Regions from separate parts of the Pan troglodytes genome. Here region 2 is linked to region 1. A link is a contact called in public Hi-C data. All regions are on one chromosome and are shown on one strand. Each heading gives the region's core, a stretch centred on a gene start, on an enhancer-like site or on the middle of the called end of the contact. The rest is flanking DNA. Distances are from core to core; before and after follow the strand shown. Region 1 overlaps ERICH1 (glutamate rich 1). Region 2 overlaps DLGAP2 (DLG associated protein 2).

Region 1 (2,700 bases), core at 163-2,662:
ACGGAGGGTGGATGGGGCAGGATCGGAGCCTGGTCGATGTGGGAGCCTGCTGTTGGATGACGGCTCAAACAGCCAGGGCTGGGGTGGGGCAGAAACCCAAGTTTTCACGGTTGAAACGGCCTCCCTGAGCCTCGCCAGGCCTGGGGCTTTCGTGTGGCAAAGCCCCGAGGGTCGGGCTCTCAGCCCAGGCAGTGGCCCCAGGGCCTGGGCTCCCGGTGGGAGGTGAGTCCAGGACCTGCCTAGGTGGTCTATGGGGAAGCTCCTTAGGAGGGTGTTGGGGCATTGGCATGTGCACTGACAAACCGCACAACACACCAGGGTACAGATGGCAGCGCACAGAGAAGCCGCACAATGCACAACACACCAGAGTGTACAGATTGAAGTGCAATGACAAACCGCACAACACATGGGTCTGCATGGTTCTGGGAACCACCCCTCTCGAATCTGCTCGTGTGGCGCCTGAGCAGGCGTGCAGGGGAATTGCAGAAATCCTAGAGGCTGAAGACCCAGAGGCCTTGGGGTTCTGTGGTCCCTGCACGCTGTGCCAGCAGATTGATTCCTGGCTTTCAGGTGGTGAGGCTGGGATCACGTAAATCTCTTCCGAGAGAAATGCCTGTGTTACAGAAGGCGGAGCTTGTGACTCCCAGGGTGGCCTCTGCCTTGTCAGTTATCCCTGAGAAACCCCTGTCAGCTGTCACTCTGAATTTAAAGCCAGCTGACTTTAGATTGTTCCCGCCTTCTACTTCCATTTTAGAATTTTTATAAAGATTCGAAATGTACTGTACACCTATATCAGATATTTTCATTTGAAACATGAAATTTAACAGTGTTGGTGGAAAACCACTGTTAATTAGGCTATAAATGTAATTTATTTCAGGCAGTGGATGGAATTCAGTGAAAATGCTCCCTACCTTTCTTTTTTTTTAAGGCACATTCTTATTATGTCGCTTTTAGCTCCCAAATCTGCCTCAGGAAGCCTTGAAAGACTGTGACCTGGGGCCAGACTCAGTGCGCTCCAATCCGTACCCTGGTGTGTTGTGCGGTTTCTCCGTGCGCTCCGATCCATACCCTGGTGTGTTGTGCGGTTTGTCATTGCACTCCAATCTGTACCCTGGTGTGTTGTGCGTTGTGCGGTTTCTCCGTGCGCTCCGATCTGTACCCTGGTGTGTTGTGCGGTTTGTCAGTGCACTCCAATCTGTACCCTGGTGTGTTGTGCGGTTTCTCAGTGCGCTCTGATCCAAACCCTGATGTGTTGTGCCGTTTCTCAGTGCGCTCCGATCCTTACCCTGGTGTGTTCTGCCATTTTCTTTGGGATCAGCTGCCTTGTTTCAGAAAACTCTGTCATCTGATGCTTGCTTGGGCCCAGCGTCTCCTGGCGGTGGCTGTTTAGTCAGGGCCTGCCCTGGCCTGCCCCCCTCCCTGGGACTGTCTTGTGCCTGCCCAGCCTCAGGCGTTCTGCAGCATTGCCTGGCTCTGACCATCGCCTGGGATTTCTCCGTAGCATTTTCCTGGCTCCAGACACTCGCAGGCAGCTGTGCCTGGGGAGGCGACTTCAGCCACATGTCCGCGTTGGCTGCCCCAGGCCCAGCAAGGCTTTAGCTCTGAGCGCCCCTGTCCTTGTTTGCAGAATTGGGCGGCTGGTTATGGTTTTGTCTTAGAATTTGTTCTGGTTTATGAAGATGTTGGATAAAGTGCATCTTATCTGCCTACCATCTCCTCTGCTCATCACCAGCTTGGTCATCTGGCATAGGACATTTTCTTCTTTGACATTTGAAGGAAATGTTACCATTGGATTTTTATCTGAAGTCTTGGAACCTTCTTTTGAACATACCTGGGAGCACTGCAGCACATTTTTAAAAGCATTTCACAGACCACCTGTTGCTCCCTGAGAGCCAAGGTGTCTCCGCCGGGCAGGTATGCTTGAGGCAAGGCCTTTCTGTAGGGGTGGGACCCGCTCACCACAGCCAGCAGGAGCTTTTGAGGTATCCTGTGCTAGTGCATTTCTGCATCATATTCAAAATATAGCGTATGGGGATCCTCTCATTGCCAGGACCTGGTGAAGAGCCCGGGGTCTCAGGGATCACATCGTTTCAGTTCAGGTTTTCCACTTAACCAGAGGTCGTTTCCTCCCAGCAAAAGCAGGCTTTGTGCTCACTCTCTGGGAGCCGCGGAGGTGGAGAGTCTGAGTGAGCAGCCACCTTGTTCATGACCACACTACACCTCACTCCCACTGAGCTCTGTGCTCAGGGTTTTCATGGTCCATCCACGGAGGGCACGGGGAGCTCTGGTGAGCATTGCGTGGAAACCCACATAGTGTTCTTAACAGCGGGGCCTGTAGGAGGGTTATTTCTATCACGTGTTTGTCCCAGAGGCCAGAATTAGGAAGGATTTGTGCCTTCAGCTACAGTGTTCCCATGTAGGGCCGTGGAGCCTCCCTGCCTCGCCTAGAAGCCACCCCCAGCGTCTCCTCTCAGGGGGCCCATGACAGATCCCTGCACGCCTCTAGTCAGGCCAAGTCCCCGCCTCCCTGTTCCTAAAGGCACCAGGCAGTTGTTTCAGGAGTGCTGATTTCCACTGTGCGACTTTTGGTTATTCTAAAGCAGCTATCTTTTTTCTAAATTTTATGAGGTTAAAAGAATTCATTTCATTAACTTTTCCCCACACCTTATCCACTATGCTATTTTGAGACCAATGCCTGTT
Region 2 (2,882 bases), core at 304-2,803, 260 kb before region 1:
GCTTCAGGCGTAGCTCAGGCCAGGACGCGCCTCTGCTCCAAAGCATGAGGTGTTTGCCCGGTCAGGCATGGCGAAGGGCAGTGTCTGACAAGGCTGGCTCCCCACGGCCTGAGCCCTGCTCACTCAGCCCCAGGGGCACTGAGAAGGGTGGCCTGGGCTGCGCTGGAGCAGCAGGGAGACATGGGGCCGGGCAGCGCCGCGGCATTTCCACACTGCAACCCCGGCCTGGCTCTGAGAACGCAGCCTCGCCTTCCACGGCGCCTTGAGGAACCCACTGTCACCGCTTACTTCACCTCCTTCCTCTGCACTCAGGCCCCGTGGGGCTCAGGGAGCAGAGCGGAGGAGCCAACGTCTCCCCTGCTGTGACCCCGCCATCACCCAGCAGGCGTGGTGGTGTGGTGGGAGAGATGGAGGTCGGGCCTGAGGAAGGAAGAGGAAGAAGCCTCCACCACGAGGGCCGCGCTCGCATGGGACCCTGTCGCCCGCTTCACCCACTCTTCCTGCACCCAGGGCGGGCTAAGCTCACGTCTTCCGTCCTCTTCCTTCCTCTGCACGGACCTCACGCCCGCAGGCGACACGCATGAGGAGCCAGGGCTGAGGCCAGTGGCATCACAGCACCCAGGAAACAGGGTCCTCCACACAGGGCCGTAGCGGGGAGCCTCCACCTATGCCCCAAATCAAAGTGAAAGATCTTCTCTCCCGGCCCAAGCTGTCCCACAGCCTGGGGTTCAGGACGCCCACAGCTGGGCAGCAGATCAGCCCGCACTGGCTGGCACAGGGTCAGTGGAACCATGGCGCACGCGGGCTGGCACGGGGTCGGGGGAGCCATGGCGCACACGCGGTGGGGCCATGACGCACGCGGGCTGGCACGGGGTCGGGGGAGCCATGGCGCACTCGCGGGGGGCCATGGCGTAGGCGGGCTGGCACGGGGTCGGGGGGGAGCCATGGCGCAAACGCGGGCTGGCACGGAGTCGGGGGAGCCATGGCGCACACGAGGGCTGGCACGGGGTCGGGGGAGCCATGGCCCACACGCGGGCTGGCATGGGATCAGGGAAGCCATGGCGCATGCGGGCTGGCACGGGGTCGGTGGAAACCATGGCACACGCGGGTTGGCACGGGGTCGGTGTGGCCATGGCCCACACGGGCTGGCACAGGGTTGGGGAGCCATGGCACACATGGGCTGGCACGGGGTCGGGAGCCATGGCACACACGGGCTGGCACAGGGTCGGGGAGCCATGGCACATGCTGGCTGGCACAGGAGGGACCGGGGAGCCGGATCCTCAAAGGTGACGGGTGGGAATGGAGAAGTCTCTTGGCAGAGCCCTTCCCGGAGCCGTGGGCAGGGAGGGCCAGGACAGGATGGCCGGGCCAAGAGCAGACAGCGCCGCGTGTGGAGGTGGTGACCAGGCTGAGGCCAGCGGGGCCTGGGCCGGTTGGTGTGAGACTGGCAGGCACACCGAGGGGCCCGGCAACCTGTGGGTCCAGGATCGGCAACCTGCAGCCACCACAGACTCCACGGGCCACATCTTACTGGAACACAGCCGCCACCGTCTGTACGCTTAGTGTAAGGGCAGGGCTGAGCCGCGCGGACGTGCGGGGCCTGTCGCAGCAAGTGCAAGGCCAGCTCAACATGAAAATCCTTCCCGCAAAATTACGTCCTGTGTGAGGGAGCCCCTGCTGACAGGACCCCTCTGCTGACAGGACCCCTCTGCTGACAGGACCCCCGCCCCCGTCCCCAGGGCCCAAACCACCTGGCGCCCAGCCCCTGACAGGAACGAGCGTGGACCCCGGGAGATTCCTGGTAGAGGGTGTGGGGCAGCCCTGCAGATGCAGCTCCCCGGGCTCCTGGGTTGTTCTTACAGTAAGAACAACTGTAAAGCATGACTCGGCTGCTGTGTTCAATTGAAAGACAGTCTTCCTGGCAGATGCGGGCGCACCCGGAGCCAGGGATGCCATCCCAGAGCGAACTAGAAAGTCTCTCTTGGGAGGCGCCTTCCTGGGAGCCTGAAGCCGTTCCAGCCCCAGGTGCAGCCGAGTGCAGCCACCGGTGTCCAGCAGGTGGTGCTGCTACCCGACGTCCCAGAGCCCTCGCCCGGTGCGCAACCCCGGCAGCAGGACAGGGCGGCCGGTGGCTTTTCCTCCTGCTTTATGCACAGACTGTGCTACGAAGGCTGCTGGCAGCCACCGTCAGGGACGGGGGAGCTGCTGTGCTATTGCTGTTTCTATCTGTGTGTAATGGCAGTTCTTTTGTAATGAGAAGGGCTCTGCAGTCCACAGAGTTCATAGAGAATTCTCAAGACCACTATGGCATTCAGTCCTGACAATCAGAGTGATAACATGGGCTTTGCGGTGGCAGCCACCTAGACAGGTATTACCTGTCTGCTGTTACCATGCAAAATTTCAATCTAGAAATAAAAACAGAAAGAACCCCTATCTAGTCACTCTGTCATGCACACTGTGTGACAACTAAAAACTAAGAAACGGGCCGGGCACGGTGGCTCACGCCTGTAATCCCAGCACTTTGGGAGGCCAAGGTGGGCGGATCACAAGGTCAGGAGATCGAGACCATCCTGGCTAATACGGTGAAACCCCGTCTCTATAAAAACTACAAAAAATTAGCCGGGCGTGGTGGCGGGCACCTGTAGTCCCAGACACTCGGGAGGCTGAGGCAGAAGAATGGTGTGAACCCGGGAGGCAGAGCTTGCAATAAGCCCAGATCGCACCACTGCACTCCAGCCTGGGTGACAGAGTGAGACTCTGTCAAAAAAAAAAAACCTAAGAAACAGCACTATTCTCACAGAAGCACCAAGTTACTCAGACAAATGCCAATACACATCCCAGGAGATCAGATGACAATCAATGTGTGACTCCCTGGGGGAGTC

The links. Hi-C and Micro-C count contacts between places; a contact is called where the count stands out from the background.
Region 2: a contact with region 1 is called in a Hi-C map of induced pluripotent stem cells, with 2.3 times the contacts expected there. The contact joins two enhancer-like sites. A contact is called at or near these places in 2 of 7 Hi-C or Micro-C datasets (both in induced pluripotent stem cells) and 1 of 1 datasets of contacts at active chromatin or transcription factors (stem cell-derived excitatory neurons).

What each region holds. Positions count from the first base shown.
Region 1 is chr7:7,592,558-7,595,257 of NHGRI_mPanTro3-v2.0_pri, reverse strand. The region is part of intron 1 of ERICH1 (glutamate rich 1); the gene reads left to right. Among named protein-coding and RNA genes, the nearest start is that of ERICH1, 13 kb to the left of the region's middle. Within about 2 kb of position 1,412, at least 2 of the 24 cell types and tissues checked have an H3K27ac peak or open chromatin away from gene starts, as enhancers often do. A contact at or near this core is called in induced pluripotent stem cells, where this site is marked.
Region 2 is chr7:7,853,647-7,856,528 of NHGRI_mPanTro3-v2.0_pri, reverse strand. All of the region lies in intron 2 of DLGAP2 (DLG associated protein 2), which reads right to left. Among named protein-coding and RNA genes, the nearest start is that of DLGAP2, 240 kb to the right of the region's middle. Within about 2 kb of position 1,553, at least 4 of the 24 cell types and tissues checked have an H3K27ac peak or open chromatin away from gene starts, as enhancers often do. A contact at or near this core is called in induced pluripotent stem cells, where this site is marked.